3 separate regions of the Sus scrofa genome follow, and all the other regions are linked to region 1. Evidence: chromatin contacts called from public Hi-C data. All regions are on one chromosome and are shown on one strand. The core of a region is the stretch at or near the end of the contact, and the rest is flanking DNA. Distances in the headings are between cores, read along the strand shown. Region 1 overlaps LOC110260243 (a long non-coding RNA gene). Region 2 overlaps ZFPM2 (zinc finger protein, FOG family member 2). Region 3 overlaps ZFPM2 (zinc finger protein, FOG family member 2).

Region 1 (4,806 bases), core at 1,256-3,755:
AATGAGGAAATGCCAGGTGTGCTTCATAGTGCCTGATACAAAAAAGTAGTTTAATAAATTGTTAACTATTGTTATTATGTATAACTGGGTCACCTTGCTATACAGTAGAAAATTGACAGAGTACTGTAAACCAGCTATAATGGAAAAAATAAAAATCATTATAAAATTAAAAAAAATGTTGGGTAACCACATTTGAATGTTTAATGGTATAAGAGTTCACTTTATTTTGCTTCCACAAAATTCCTGTGGGTAAGAGTAGTTGTGGATATTTCAGCCTATTTGGTCAGAATTAATTGTGTTGTCATCTAACTAAAATCCCCTGAGGACTTAGTTCAGAGATATTAACATTTATAGAAACAAAAGCACAAAACTGTGGCCCAAATGTTTTGACTTTGATCTGTTCAATGAAATGACCCTTCAATTGAGATACATGTCTTCTTATCACAAATGTCTTTTCTTAACGGCTTTTAGCAGATGTAATGTTGAAAATAGGAAAAGCTGCCTCACATAACATTTAATGAAGCACCTTTAAATTAAAAAAAAAAGCAAAGCAAGAATATCTCTTATGTCCTCAAAATGGAACTTAATTGGTTCCAAACATGAACAGTTGGATTTTGATCTGCTTCTATTAAAAAAAAAATCTTTGATTTTGACTATAAGACCTTGTTTAAAATTTAACTGAAGTAATTGATTTGTAAAATTTCAAAAGCAACTCTTTAATCTTTTACTAAACTATTAATAAGTTAATAACCTTATTTCATTGAATTTGCTCTTTTATTATGCTAGGTCCAGCTCCTTGAGTAAGTCCCTGTTCATTCAGAACTATACTTTTATTTTTTGAAACGTCAATCTTGCTATGTCAGAAAAGTGAATTTGTAGCATCTTTTCTAAGTTGCAGTTTCCCCCTAAAATTTACCGTTAAGTGGAAATGAGGTGGGGGAGGGCAGAGGAGGGTAACCATGAAAAGGTTTCTGAACCTCATATTCCCATGGGCTCCGAATTTTAGCAAATCTGTTTTTTAAGTAAGTGGATTCCAATTTTCTTTAATCTTTACTGGCAGTAGATACAGTTGGATAGAAGATCATCAGATTTGTTTTTGTCTATACATTTCAAAAACAGTGTTCTTTTTGTGACTGTCACATAGGAAAGTATATAAATCATGTCTGCCTCATAATAAATAGACTTCTCTCCTCAATTCTGTATGGGAAACAGTTTATACAAACTTTTTCTGTGTCTACACTTATCAAAATTTCCCCAGAGTTGGTCATATATCACTTAGCAAAATATCGACACCATCTGTTTTAAGCTGAAATGATGTCTCTTTACTTTAAGAAGGGAACGTTTTGGAAGTTGAGTTATATCTGTTCAGTACTTCTCAATTGTTAGAAGACTGAGTATTTAAATGCTCTATTGATGAAAAAAATGTAGACCAGTTGAGATCAGTAGGCTAACAGATTTAAAAGGAAAAACAAAAGCAGATGAAGCCCTAATCATTTATTTGATTCTCTCAAGGGTGGTGGATGTATAGGTCTGTGCATGGGAATAACCAAGGTTAGTAATTCATGTGACGTGCCTCTTTTAAAAACAGATAGACCCATGTAGTAGCTAAAGGTGGTTCCAGGTCCCCCGTCCTGTTATGGGATGGTTAAGAAAGATTCCTGAGCATATATTTTATCATTTGATTCTAGATTTTTAAAAAAAGTCTGTATACTTTATAAAGCTCAAGCCTTTGGATATCAGACCTTCCAAGAATTCATGACGTTTTTAGATAGTGACTTGTGACCCAGGGGAAGATGAGAGGGTGAGATGTATTTGTGTATGATCTAACTCCACAAAAATGTAAGGTATATGATAGCAAGTCACTGTGTGTTTTATTCACTATGTATTCTTAGTGCCTAGAAGAGAATCAGGCACCTAGTAGGGTCTTAATATTTGTGGAATGATGATATCAAATGAAAAAACAGCAGGGAAAGAATGTGGTCAGAGAAGAAGGAGGTACAGCAGCAGAGCAGCAATGCTGATTTTCAACCATAGCAGGCAAGGAAGTCCCAGTTTCCTGCTCTGAAAGCTTGGATGTGGGCGTGAGTGATGGTGCCAAGTAGCAACCATGCAGAGTGTCATCTAATCGTCTGGTTTCCTTCGTTAGTCACCCAGCTTGGAGTGTCTGGCTGTTCCCAGCTTCTCTGCTTCTCTTCCCTGGGGGCTTCTTCCTCTCCCAGCTGTCCTTTGCCTATGTTGACATGAAGCCTGGGCTTTCGGGGTGTTGAGCAGAATGGTGACAGGGTTGGGAATTCGGGCGTGGGCTTCAGATACACCTGGGCCCCGGTCCAGGGGCTGCCATCGCCATGTATCTGATCCTGGGCAAGCCACTTCTTCTGGTTCAGCCTCATTTTCCTTGTTGGTGTATTTGGATTGATAATAATTATGCCTGTCTAGTTAGTTGCTGAAAGATGAGTGAGAAGATGCCTGATGTGAGTAACAAATCATAAAGACCCTGTGTGGGTGGCTCAGTGCTTTCAAGAAGTGGAGTTTTATGGGATGGTGCATGTGAAATGCTTAGCACAGGTCTGGCTCGGGAGAAGCCTTCAACGATATGTGAGCTGCTTTTTCCATGTGTGTCTTTTCTTAACACTGATCCCAGTGTCGAGAAATAGGACACGAATAAGGAATAAATGTGGGAAGACCATGACCCTGACAAAGGGTTTGGAGTAAGGGTGTCCTGTGTCTAGCCCTTGTTCTCCAGGAACTGAGCTAAGTCAGGCAGGTGTAACTGCTGACATTGATGTGGTCTGTGTGCAATGAACCTTTTCCAACCTGGGCATTAAAATTCTCTTGTGACATTATTGTAGTCATTTTAGTTTTGCTATTGCAGAACATGTTTCTTCCCAAATTGTGTTTTTTCTTTCAAGTTGGTTTTAAAAAGCTTCAGTAGGAGTTCGCATTATGGAGCAGCAGAAACAAACCCGACTAGCATCCATGAGGACGCAGGTTCCATCCCGGGCCTCTCTCAGTGGGTAGGCGACCTGGTGTTGCCATGAGCTGTGGTGTAGGTCGCAGACGTGGCTTGGATCTTGGCGTTGCTGTGGCTGTGCTGTGGCGTAGGCCGGCAGCTGTAGCTCTGATTCAACCCCTAGCCTGGGAACTTTCATATGCTGCAGGTACAGCTCTTAAAAAAAAAAAAAAATAATAAAAAAGCTCCAGTAGCATTTGCCTTGATGTAATAGGCTTGGCTTTTGTTAGAGTGATGCTTAGTAGGTGGTTTATATCTCCATGTTATGAAAATATGCTGCTGTGAAGAGGACTGTGGGGTCTCTTGCGGTCTTGTGGTTTAGGTGGTTGACTTCACCACATATGTGGCGAAGCGTAGAAACAACCAATTTGACAGGGGTTTCCCACTTAACTCTTACTAATCAATTTGAAGAAAAACAGAGTTCCTTATTGAAATAACTAAGCATAAACATAGGCCAGGAGCTCCTGCTGAAGTGCAACAGGGATCCACAGTGTCTTGGGAGCACTTGAGCACAGGTTCGATCCCCATCCAGACACGGTGGGTTAAGGATCTGGCATTGCTGCTGCTGCGGCTTAGTTCATGGCTGTGGCTTGGATCTGATCCCTGGCCCAGGAGCTCTGTATGCTGCAGGGCCGCCAAAAAACCCCCATAGGCCAAGGCAACTAATTTTCCTGTATAGAATATGCAAGTAGAACAAAGTAATAAACAAAATAATCAGCTAATTACAGTTGGATTCTGTGATCATTTACTTTCAATTGTTAGGAATACTAATTATTGCCTTGCTTCCCTTTATAATTTGAAACAAGGTGGAAACATTCCCATCAGGCAGTTCCTTTTCCTATAGCTTCACTGTCACCTCCTGCCTCTTCCTAGATACCGACTCCTTGACTTTTGGAGCAAAATAGTCACATCTTTCTTGAAAGCTGATGCTCTCTCCTGTCTCTTTGCCTTCCCACCTTTTCATATACTGTTCCCTCAGTCAGGAAAGCTCTTCCTTAGACATCACTGATACTGAGATTTGGTCTTTCTCCTGTAAGGGATTCTATCAGGCAGAGAACCTTTAATAAAGTTTTTTTTTTTTTTTTGGTTTCTGATTCATCACATTGCCATTTTAATTATGTGTTTACACATCTATCTGCCCACCCAGCAGATGACTTTTGCAGGGACCAGGCCATGGAGTTGTGTTCACCTTTCTGTTTGTTTTTGTAAAATCAAAGCTTTACTAAGATAGAAATTCACATACCATATGACTCATTCATTTATTTATGTGTATGATTCAATGGTTTTGAACATATTCACAGAATTGCATAACCATCACCACAATCAATTTTGGAACATTTTCATCACTCCGGAAAGAAACCCTCTACGCATTGGCAGTCACCCTCTTTCACTCCTCAATTGTCCCCAGGAGCTATAATCTATTCTCTGTCTCTATAGATTTGCCTATTCTGGATATTTTATATAAACATTGTTTGCTTTTAAACTACACCACACATAATTAGAAGCAAAGAAATTTCATTAAGTACCATACTCAAAAATGCATCTCTAAATATTTTTCCTTAACACAGGAGAAAAGTCTACTGGAATAAGAGCTGTACAGTTTTAATTATGGAATAATGCACACACTAGAACATCACAGATTAAGCTTAACAAAGAACATTTTACCTGCTGTTTTAGTGAATCAGTAACAACATATCAGGAAGCAAAGTTACTTGGCTCCCTTTATATATTTTAGGGACACAGTTCAGTTCAATTTGGATAAAATTCTGTTGGAAAAAAAGCTGCCTCTTGGCATT
Region 2 (4,806 bases), core at 1,698-4,197, 880 kb after region 1:
GAGAGAATGGATTTTCTTGATGCTGTGATAATTTAGAAAATAATCAAGCCATTAGGAAATGATCAATAGTAAAAATACTAATAAAAGTAATCCATATCAGAGAAGCCTATTCTACCACAAATGAAATTTGGCCTCTGTTGTAACAACAGGGCAGCTATTTACAGGGATTTGAATAACCAGACGCAGCTACAATGATCACGAACATAATGCCTATCTGTGGTTTTAAAGCCGTGGGGATGGGAGGGGGGCAATCTGGAAAACAAACAGCTGTAAAGATTTCAAATGATATACAATGTACTTCTCCTTCTGTTTACAAAGCATGATTTGATTTTATATGCTGTCCTATATAGTGACTTTAAAATTATTAAATGAGAACCATAGCTAGCAATGCATGCAAAATATTCATTCATTGTTGTAAACTACAAAAATATTGCTTTTATGCAAAGAGAATGCCATTGTAGAATTTTAAAAGGCATAGAAATAAAAGGCTCAGGATTGGAGCGATTTAAACAAACTCACTAGAATATAGTAGATGATTAAAATACAATCTATAATTACATTACACTGGTATCAGGTAAGGATAAAAGCCTATAAATACACTGGGGTCAGGGTAAGCATAAAAAATGAAACAGTTATTTGAATAATCTGAGATCAAGTTGCAGTAATTAAAAATGAATGTATTATTCAAATGAAGGAATTAGGTTACAATACTCCTCGTATGAAAATATTATTGTGACAGACCGAAATAAGTTGGAAATGATTTTGATTAAAAAATGGGTAAAGGAATGTAATAACTTTCACTGGGGAAAAATAGACAATCAGGGAATATCAAAAAAAAATATTTGGGGCTGACAAATGAGAGACTCAGAGAGGCTAGATGCTCAAATGCTTTTGATATCTTAAACTTACAACGATTAAGCTTCTGTTGCTATTTCATTAAAAGATTTAATGATTTTTAATCATTCAAAGGGTCCAATTTCTTTCCAAATTTTTCCAGAATCCCCTTCTCTTTGCTTTTAGAAAAGCAGTATTTTCGTAGTTTACAACAGTGAAACTATTTCACATGCATTGCTGGCTACAGTTCTTATTTGGGAACTTCAAAGTCATTTTACAGGATGGTATGTAAAAAACTGCGTTTTATGAACAGAAGTAGTTTTCACCTCTGTCCTTCTTCTCTTTCTCTCTCCCTGTGTATATAGTTTTTTTCCCTGCAAAAATGTACATAGACCTGGGGAGAGGGGAAGGCTGTTGTTGATTACTTTAATGTTTCTTATAGGAATTTAAGGGAAGGATGAACATTTTGATTTACCTTAGAGTAGGCATCTCTAGTTAAATATGCAATTGCATGTCATTTATTGAGGGGAAACTTACTCGAATGAGAAACTCATACACACATCCGTGTCCTCCTTCTCCTTAAGGGTGACATTCATTTGCATTGTATTCAAGGATTTATACATTCATCTTCCATTATTATTTGCAGAAGATGCACAGTTAAATCCCTGTGTATTATTCACAAAAATAATACGACCTCCTAGATTTAACAACACCATCAGGTCCTGGGAAAGTAGGAACATCTATTCAAAGCGAATGGATTTTTAACTCTTTATGAAGAGATGCTTCTTAAAAGAATGTGGCATAATATTCTCCTTAGATATTTTTGTGGTTACATGGGAGGGGTTAGTTACTAAAGCCGGAGAACATAAGTTAATAGCATATTTTATATAAATTACTACCACAAATTTCATACAGTTAACTAATTTTTTAAAACTACTGGGATAACAAGATTCTATGAATATTGATTAGTCCGTTTATACCTTATTTGGGGAGAGACTTGACGCCTGTTACTTCTCCACTGTTTTAAACCTGGAGATGTATAAATATCTCTAGAACCACAGAAGGATCTCTTTATTAATTCACTAAGGCCATCACTACCTCGTTTCCTCTCTTACAATATCGTCAGTCACCTATAAGATATTGAATTTAAGAGTGGTGCTATATCCATGCTGCACATTGGACTTACACTCCAATTGTCAAGGCTCCTTCCCACGAGGATGAGGATCCTTTGCCAAAGCTGACAATTATGAGAGGTATCCTGTGTTTATTAAACTGATGACTTGATTGTGTTCTCCTTAACTAGATGAGAGGCTGCAGAACAAAAGAGCTTTGGAAGGAGCCAGCTTGAGTTCTGTCCCATAAATGAGAAACTCCAAAATTGTGAATCATTCAATTCTTTAAACCTTTATTTCAATGAAAATAATGACATCCTCAACCTCAGTAAGTTATTTGGAGAAAAAAAAATGAGATGTCATGGTTAGGCTTTACTACTATTAAGTCATAAACTACATGTTAATCCTATAGCAGTTCTATATTGGAAGACAAGTTACTCTCATGTGGAAAACAAAACACACACACACGTACACACTGACTGTGACCTTTGATGCAACACCTCACTTCTTAGAGCTCTATTCTCTTCATCTCTAACAGAAAGTCTAGAAGCCCTTCATGATTCCTACCAGCCATAAATATTTACAGTCTTATGAGTGACATTCAATGGACTAAGACAGATATATGCTAGAGATGTCTTACTTAATATCTTTTATTTGGAAAGATTATGGGGGAAAAACCCAGTTTTCTTTATCCAAGGATAGTTTGTTATCTATCAGGCTTTGCATGTTTTCAGCAGATTTCTCTGTTGTTTTACTTTACAGCCTCTGAAAAGCAGATTCAGCTACAAAAGAAACGTGGTCGTTTATGAAGCACGTATTACTTTGTTTAAAAAAAAAAAAAAAAAGCGGACCCTTTGCATTCCCACTGAGCTAGGTTGAGCGACTCATGCTACTCAAGATAAAAATCAGGATCTGTCATGAGTTGATTTCTGCCTCCCTTTTCTTTTGATTCGCTCTCTGATCCCCCAGGTTTCCTCTTGGCTTCACCGACCACTTCTTGGCCCAAATATAACTTCCCTCTATAGGATACTACAGAGAGTCAGATAAACGTTCTATCTTCTTCTAAAGTAAGCGTTCTATCTTCTTCTCTCCCTGCCTTCTGTGTCCTCTCCTCTTTCTTTGGGAGGCCAGGGCAGGAGCGGATCCATGTTTCTGACTTTGTTATCATTTTCCTTGTGTCAGAACTTTGTTGGTTCTCAAAGGCTAAAATTTGAAAATGAATCTTGATCTTGAACTCTTATTTTTAATGCTGTATCTCCTCTTATCACTGCTTATAAAACATTACCACAATTTGTCCTCAGGCTGACCCTACCTCTGTTGAAATCCTTTTTAAGCCTTAATTATATCCTGTCTTGATGTTTTCAGTTCCTTCTTTAGCAATCTTCCACTCCCTAAAATTTTGGCTGTACTGAATACTTCAACTAGACTCTTTGTGTACAGGAAAGAAATGTCATAACTTTAATAATGCATCTTCTTTTTACTTTCATTTTAATAGAGATATAAAGATAACTTAATCTGCTATACCTTCCTTACCTGTATTAAGAAAAATTTACTGAGAAGTGAGTCGATTCTTTTTTTCTCCTCAAATTCCACCTTCATTTTCTATTTCCCTTTTTTTATGTTTTAATTTTTATCAGGCTACAGAAGATTGATTTTTTTTTTAATTATCCTTGATTTAGTAAATTCAGAGCTGAAGGAGTGGTTCATGAAGATGTTAGAAAGAATCATATCAGGATTTGCAGGATTCCAACAGATTTCCTTTAATCATCTTCTGGATCCAGTATCCAGGCTTCCCTCCCACGGGCCCAATAAGGTTTCCTTATGGTATGGAGATGACTGCACAGGACAGTTCTCTGTAGGGCAGCAAAGGAGATGAGTTATGCAGATGATGCAGTATGGGAACACCCAGAGGGTAGGTCTTCAAACTTAGAAATGCTTATTTTTTTTAAAAAAAAAAAAAAAGAGGGAGCAAGTATTGATTATTGATCTCAAGGAAGGTAGTTGAACACAAACTAGAGCCATGGGACTTTCTGCTTAAAAATGTATGTATCCAACTCCTATTAAAATGACACCTCATGTCCAGGGAACTCCTTGCTCTTGTGAGTGAAAATGAGATCCATAGTAAATGTTTAAGAAACATTAAACAATAAGCTGTAGTTTCTGGGTGGCTTTTCAAGTCATAACTAAACCATGGAGGATACTTTATGACCTAAGCAGTAAGTTAACTCTTCTGTTCTCCTGCACAATATCTGAATATCTTAGCTACTCTAAACCATTAAGCCCCATTGAGAAATTCAAGGCCAAAATGCAATAGTAAAGCAAAAGCGATCAAAAGAACATTAAAAAAAAAAAAAAAAAAAAAAAAAAAAAAACCACCGAGATGGTGAGGAAGGTGTGACTAGATAGAGACATAGGTAGCTGTAGTGAGTTTAAGGGAATGTCACTCAGCTCAGAAGGTCAGAAAGCAACACCTATCTCCATGCCTTTCCTCCAGAAACCCATTTCCAGATCACTCTTGGACTCCCTCCTTTGCCTACTCCCAACTCCCCTAGAATGCAGCTGGTCAAGAGTGAGGTATATGTTTCACCTTGGCTTTGGTAAACGAAGAGAAATATGTTGGCCTAAGAGTCATGATGTCATCCAAGTCTATTCTTCTTATGAACTTGTTGATAAACTTCTTGATGAACTGCATCTTGAGGGTAATACTCCTTGCACTGAACCACACCCCGATTTCAGTGCCTGGCATGTGGTGCTGTCCTAGAGGACAGCCTCCCTGAGGAGGAACCCCCCAGCGTCTCCTCCTTGTGCTTCTTCTTTTTCTTGAGACTCCTACCTAAAGGTGACTGATGCCTTGTGATAT
Region 3 (4,806 bases), core at 1,052-3,551, 770 kb after region 1:
GTTCAGTTGGTTAAGGATCTGGCGTTGCTGTGAGCTGTGGTGTAGGTCACAGATGCAGCTTGGATCCCGCATTGCTGTGGCTGTGGTGTAAGCTGGCGGCTACAGGTCTGATTGGACCCCTATCTTGGGAACCTCCGTATGTGGTGGGTGAGTTCCTAGAAAAGATTAAAAAAAAAAAGAAAAAGAAAAAGAAAGAAAACTTCCTTGAAAAAAAAAATCCCTAGAAACTCTTAACCAAATATATTTGTAAATTAAACTTAAGTCATTTTGGGATTAGAGAGCTGAGGCTTTACTTTTTGGGTGTTTTTTACTTGTTGTTTCTCATTTGTGGGATTCCCTGGTAACATTTGGCTTTGCCTCTAGCATGGCTTGGTTCTGTAGGAAAAATCTTTATGGAACCCCAGCCAAAATCCATTTCAGTTTCATTTCCATTTTGAGTACTAGAGCTTACAATGTTGTAACGGGTGTCCAGCATAGGCAACACTTTCTCTCTCTGCACTAAAAAACCCGCTGCAGATAATAGTTTAAAATAGTGATGGAGGGGAATGAACCCCCACCCCCGCCAATGAATTAAAGCAGAATGACAAGGGCAAAATTAAATATTGTACTTGTGTTAGACAGTGACTCTAACAATAAAGAGTATGTCTGAGCATACATACACCTGCACATGTACATATATGTATAAATATGATAATACAAATTATTCATATGTACGGACAAATATACCTTTCTTTCATAACCATAGCTAAATTTGCTAATTGTGAAAATGGAACTTCTAGTATCACCATGCCCCCTAGCTCCGTGTTAAAGTACTGTTCAGTTTTGAATAATGGGATGGTTATTGTGTGTCTCCTTAAAGCATTAGGATCTCTTAATAAACTCTCACTAACACTATATAGCATTTCAGATCAAATATAGGCTCATAGGATGCATCATACTGTGGACACAAAATAAGTGATAATTAATACAGAACATAAAACAGTGCCTTAAAGCAGCCAGTTCATTTTCCTCTTTAGCTACACCAGCAAGTGGGCTGGGTTCTATAAACAAGAGGGGGGTGTTATGCTTTGAATTGCCAAAATTTGAAAGCAGAGAAATGCCTCAAGTAATCAAAAACCGTGAAGTTGGCAGAACAGTAATATCTCTAATCTGATGAAAAAAATTTTAGTCTAAATTTTGTAAACTTGTGTGAGTTGCTTAACAAACAAGCTTTGAAAACCTAATTCAGTGAACAAATTAAGAGGGGGGATTGCCTCTTGGCAACCCAGGTTGAAAATAAAAACTGTGGGAGAGGACAGGAAACAAAAATAGAAGGGCAGAGTTTACAGTTAATAACAGTTTTGAGGTTTGCAGGAATGTGGAATGATTTTTTGGTTTTGTTCTATGAGGAACTAAGCCTGAAGAGACTAAAGTATTCATTGGGCTTTTAAAATTTCTGTGACTATATGTCTGCATAAACGCCTTGCCCTAAGAACTCCAGTCTTTCTCCTGTGTAGTCAGGGGGATACAATATGTTGGATAGAGAAAGAAATCTGTAAAACTCACCTGCCCAAAATAAGGGAATTATATTTTCGATTGTTAGACCGCAGACCTCTGGAAGACTTTTCAGCTTCGAGTGGTCTGTTGGCAGTGTAGTTTCAATAGAGACTCCAGGGAAGTGCCAAGTCTAACTTCACTTTCCCCCCTTTCTTGTTTAATCCCCGTGCTGCTCTGTGATTTTTTTCTTTTTTTTTTTCATGGCTGGCTAAAGTTGTGTCAACGGGACACTTGTACCACAAAGCCTGAAATGTTAAAGAAAGCTACAAGGAACAGCTTTGAGGCAAGGTTTCAAGCTTTGTCATCACGCTTGAAGAATTTTCTGTTTAATGTACTGTAATGCAGTATTCAATGGGGACACGTTTAATTGAGTTTTACAGAACCCAGTTGGGAGTAGAGCTGCAAGGTAGGTGATGTCTAGGTTTTTAATCTTCCACTCCGGAGAGGCTTGTTGACGGAGAGGTTCTTTCTCTTTGCAAGAAAAAAAAAGGAAGCATGAGAAATGATACATCCGTGGATAAAACCAATTGGCAACCCCCAAAGGAATGAGGGCGATAAGGCGAATCCAGCACTTGTAAGAAATAAAAGAATCCAACTGTTCATTTAAATGAGAAACAACACCCGCGATGGAGGAGGCAGGGAGGCTGGGCGCAGGAATGGGGAGGAACCCAGACTGACAAATAGAAGCAGTGATGCTGGGAGAAGGAATTCTAGCAAACAATCATCGGCTTGTTAGGGGGATTATCAGGGAGATACTTGCTGGTGTGTGTTTTTAAGGAAAATAAGAGGGAGAAGGGGGCATTTTTACATTGGGAACAATGAAAAACTGGCAGAAATGAGTCCAGAGGGAGCTGCTCTTACACAAACAGCGCTTAAAATAAATCACGATTTCTTCCTAAAGTCCTCACCTAACCCCCGCATCAACCTGGGTAAAAATAGCACCGGACCCTGTCAAAAAAACAAAATAATACCTTATATATCTGCTCCAAGGTATTAAACTTTCTTAGCACAGACAGCCCCCTTTTCTCCTTCTTTAGCAGCGAGGCAGGCAAAAGCACGAAGCAGCTGCAGCATCACAGATTGCATTTCTGTTTTGTCTCCATGACACTAGGCCTAATATGTAGCTCCATAGTTGGCTGGGGCAGAACCTTTTCCAAAAAACCGCTTTAAATATTTGTTACAAATTTTCTGGTCCCCAGCAGAGGAGGGCAACTAGATAAAGGGTTGTTCTGTACACTAATATATTGAAAGGAACGTGAGTCCTCCATCACTGGTTTTTTTCTGCTGAATCTTTTAGGACTATCCATTTTGATGCTGTCCCCAGTGGTGATGGCTGGTTTGAATGTGCCTGTGAGCCCATCCCAGTAAAAAAGAGTGTGCATGATAACACAGATCCCTTCGAATTCCTGCACTCCACCTGCAATGAGAGACAACACTCTAAGAATGTTCTGCTATCTTTCATCAGTGTTTGTGGCATGCAGATAACTAATGCATTGTTGCCTGTCAGGATCCTTGCTAATTTGGGGCTGCTGACATGGTGCTTGGTAGTCTACTCTTTGATATATTATTGCCATGATAAGCCCTGCGTTTTCATCCTTTAAAATTAATTTGCTTTACTCAACAAATATCTCCAGTGCTAGGTCCTGGGAATAATGTGGAGAATCATTTCAACACTGTCCTTGTCCTCATAGAGTTTACAGTCTAGTGGGGAAAATATAACAATCACGCCAACAAATAGAACATTGGAGATGATTAGGATTGGGATGTCGATAGTAAAAACATGAAAATAAGTTTTGTTTCATTCCTAAAGTTGATCTGAGACCCCTGAGGTCATCTTATATAGATCACTTTGCTTGTTACACATAGTCACTCGACAAACATTTGTTATGCACCTACCATGTGTCAGGCATTGTTCTAGGTGCTAGCTACAGAAGGGTGATCAAAACATGCAAACTTCTGTTCTCATAGGGCGTAGGGTCCAGCATATTCTCATTTAATTTTTATTTCAATCTTATAAAGTGATCATTATTGTGATGATTTCATCCAACATTGATAAAACATCTCGAACTTCATTTTTGCTTTTGTTATCTAATCCAACATGTGCATCATTCATGTGAAGTAGATAGTAGTTTATTTTACAGAAGAAAACTTGGAGACACAGGAAAAAAAAAATAGCTATAATATAAGCCTCCTAATTTTTTTTTCTTTTTTTAATTGAAGTATAGTTAACGTATAACATTATGTAAATTTTGGGTGTGCAACATTGTGGTTCACAATTTTCAAATATCATATTCTATTTATAGTTACTACAAAATATTGACTGTACTCCCTGTGCTGTGCTATATATCCTTGTAGCTTATTTGTTTTATATGTAGTAGTTTATACCTCATAGTCCCCTACCCTTATATTGCCCCTTCCTCCTTTCTTCTCCCCACTAGCAACCAGTGGAATGTTTTTTATATAAGCATCCTAATTTAATCCAATATAATTTTGACTTATTACTATGGTCTTTGTCTCTGTGATTTGTAAATTTTTTTATTATAGTTGATTTAGTGTTTTTTCAATTTCTGCTGTATAGCAAAGTGACCCAGTTTTATACACACACACACGCGCACACACACACACACATACACACACGCACACACGTTCTTTTTCTCATATTATCTTCTGTCATGTTCTGTCACAAGTGATTGGATATAGTTTCCTGTGCTACACAGTAGGACCTCATTGCTTATCCATTCTAAATGTAATTGCCTGCCTCTACTAAGCCCAAATTCCCCCTCCATCCCACTCCCTCTCCTCCCCCTTGACAACCACAAGTCTGCTCTCCATGTTTGTGAATCTGTTTCTGTTTTGTAGATAGGTTCATTTGTGCCATATTTTAGGTTCCACATATAAATGATATATATGGTACTTGTCTTTCTCTTTTTAACTTATTTCACTTCATATGAGAATCTCTTGTTGCATCCAAGTTGCTGTAAATGGCATTATTTTGTTCTTTTTATGGCTGAGTAGTATTCCATTGTGTATATGTACCACATCTTCTTAATCCATTCACCTGTTGATGGAAATTTAGGTTGTTTTCATGTCTTGGCTATTGTGAATAGTGCTGCAATGAACATAGGGGTACATGTATCTTTCTGAATGAAAGTTTTGTCTGTATATGTGCCCAGGAGTGAGATTGCTGGATCATATGGTAACTCTGTATTTAGTTTTCTGAGGAACCTCCATACTGTTTTCCCTAATGGTTGCACCAATTTACATTCCTCC

The links. Hi-C and Micro-C count contacts between places; a contact is called where the count stands out from the background.
Region 2: a contact with region 1 is called in a Hi-C map of omental adipose tissue, with 2.6 times the contacts expected there. The contact joins two enhancer-like sites. A contact is called at or near these places in 17 of 47 Hi-C or Micro-C datasets (alveolar macrophages, brain, embryonic fibroblasts and 11 more) and 1 of 2 datasets of contacts at active chromatin or transcription factors (skeletal muscle).
Region 3: a Hi-C map of embryonic fibroblasts shows a contact between it and region 1, with 4 times the contacts expected there. The contact joins two enhancer-like sites. A contact is called at or near these places in 4 of 47 Hi-C or Micro-C datasets (embryonic fibroblasts, fetal heart ventricle and heart right ventricle).

What each region holds. Positions count from the first base shown.
Region 1 is chr4:32,517,405-32,522,210 of Sscrofa11.1, reverse strand. The region is part of intron 2 of LOC110260243 (a long non-coding RNA gene); the gene reads left to right. Among named protein-coding and RNA genes, the nearest start is that of LRP12, 180 kb to the left of the region's middle. Within about 2 kb of position 2,505, at least 4 of the 83 cell types and tissues checked have an H3K27ac peak or open chromatin away from gene starts, as enhancers often do. A contact at or near this core is called in omental adipose tissue, where this site is marked.
Region 2 is chr4:31,636,327-31,641,132 of Sscrofa11.1, reverse strand. All of the region lies in intron 4 of ZFPM2 (zinc finger protein, FOG family member 2), which reads left to right. Among named protein-coding and RNA genes, the nearest start is that of ZFPM2, 360 kb to the left of the region's middle. Within about 2 kb of position 2,947, at least 2 of the 83 cell types and tissues checked have an H3K27ac peak or open chromatin away from gene starts, as enhancers often do. A contact at or near this core is called in omental adipose tissue, where this site is marked.
Region 3 is chr4:31,745,931-31,750,736 of Sscrofa11.1, reverse strand. The region is part of intron 4 of ZFPM2 (zinc finger protein, FOG family member 2); the gene reads left to right. Among named protein-coding and RNA genes, the nearest start is that of ZFPM2, 250 kb to the left of the region's middle. Within about 2 kb of position 2,301, at least 9 of the 83 cell types and tissues checked have an H3K27ac peak or open chromatin away from gene starts, as enhancers often do.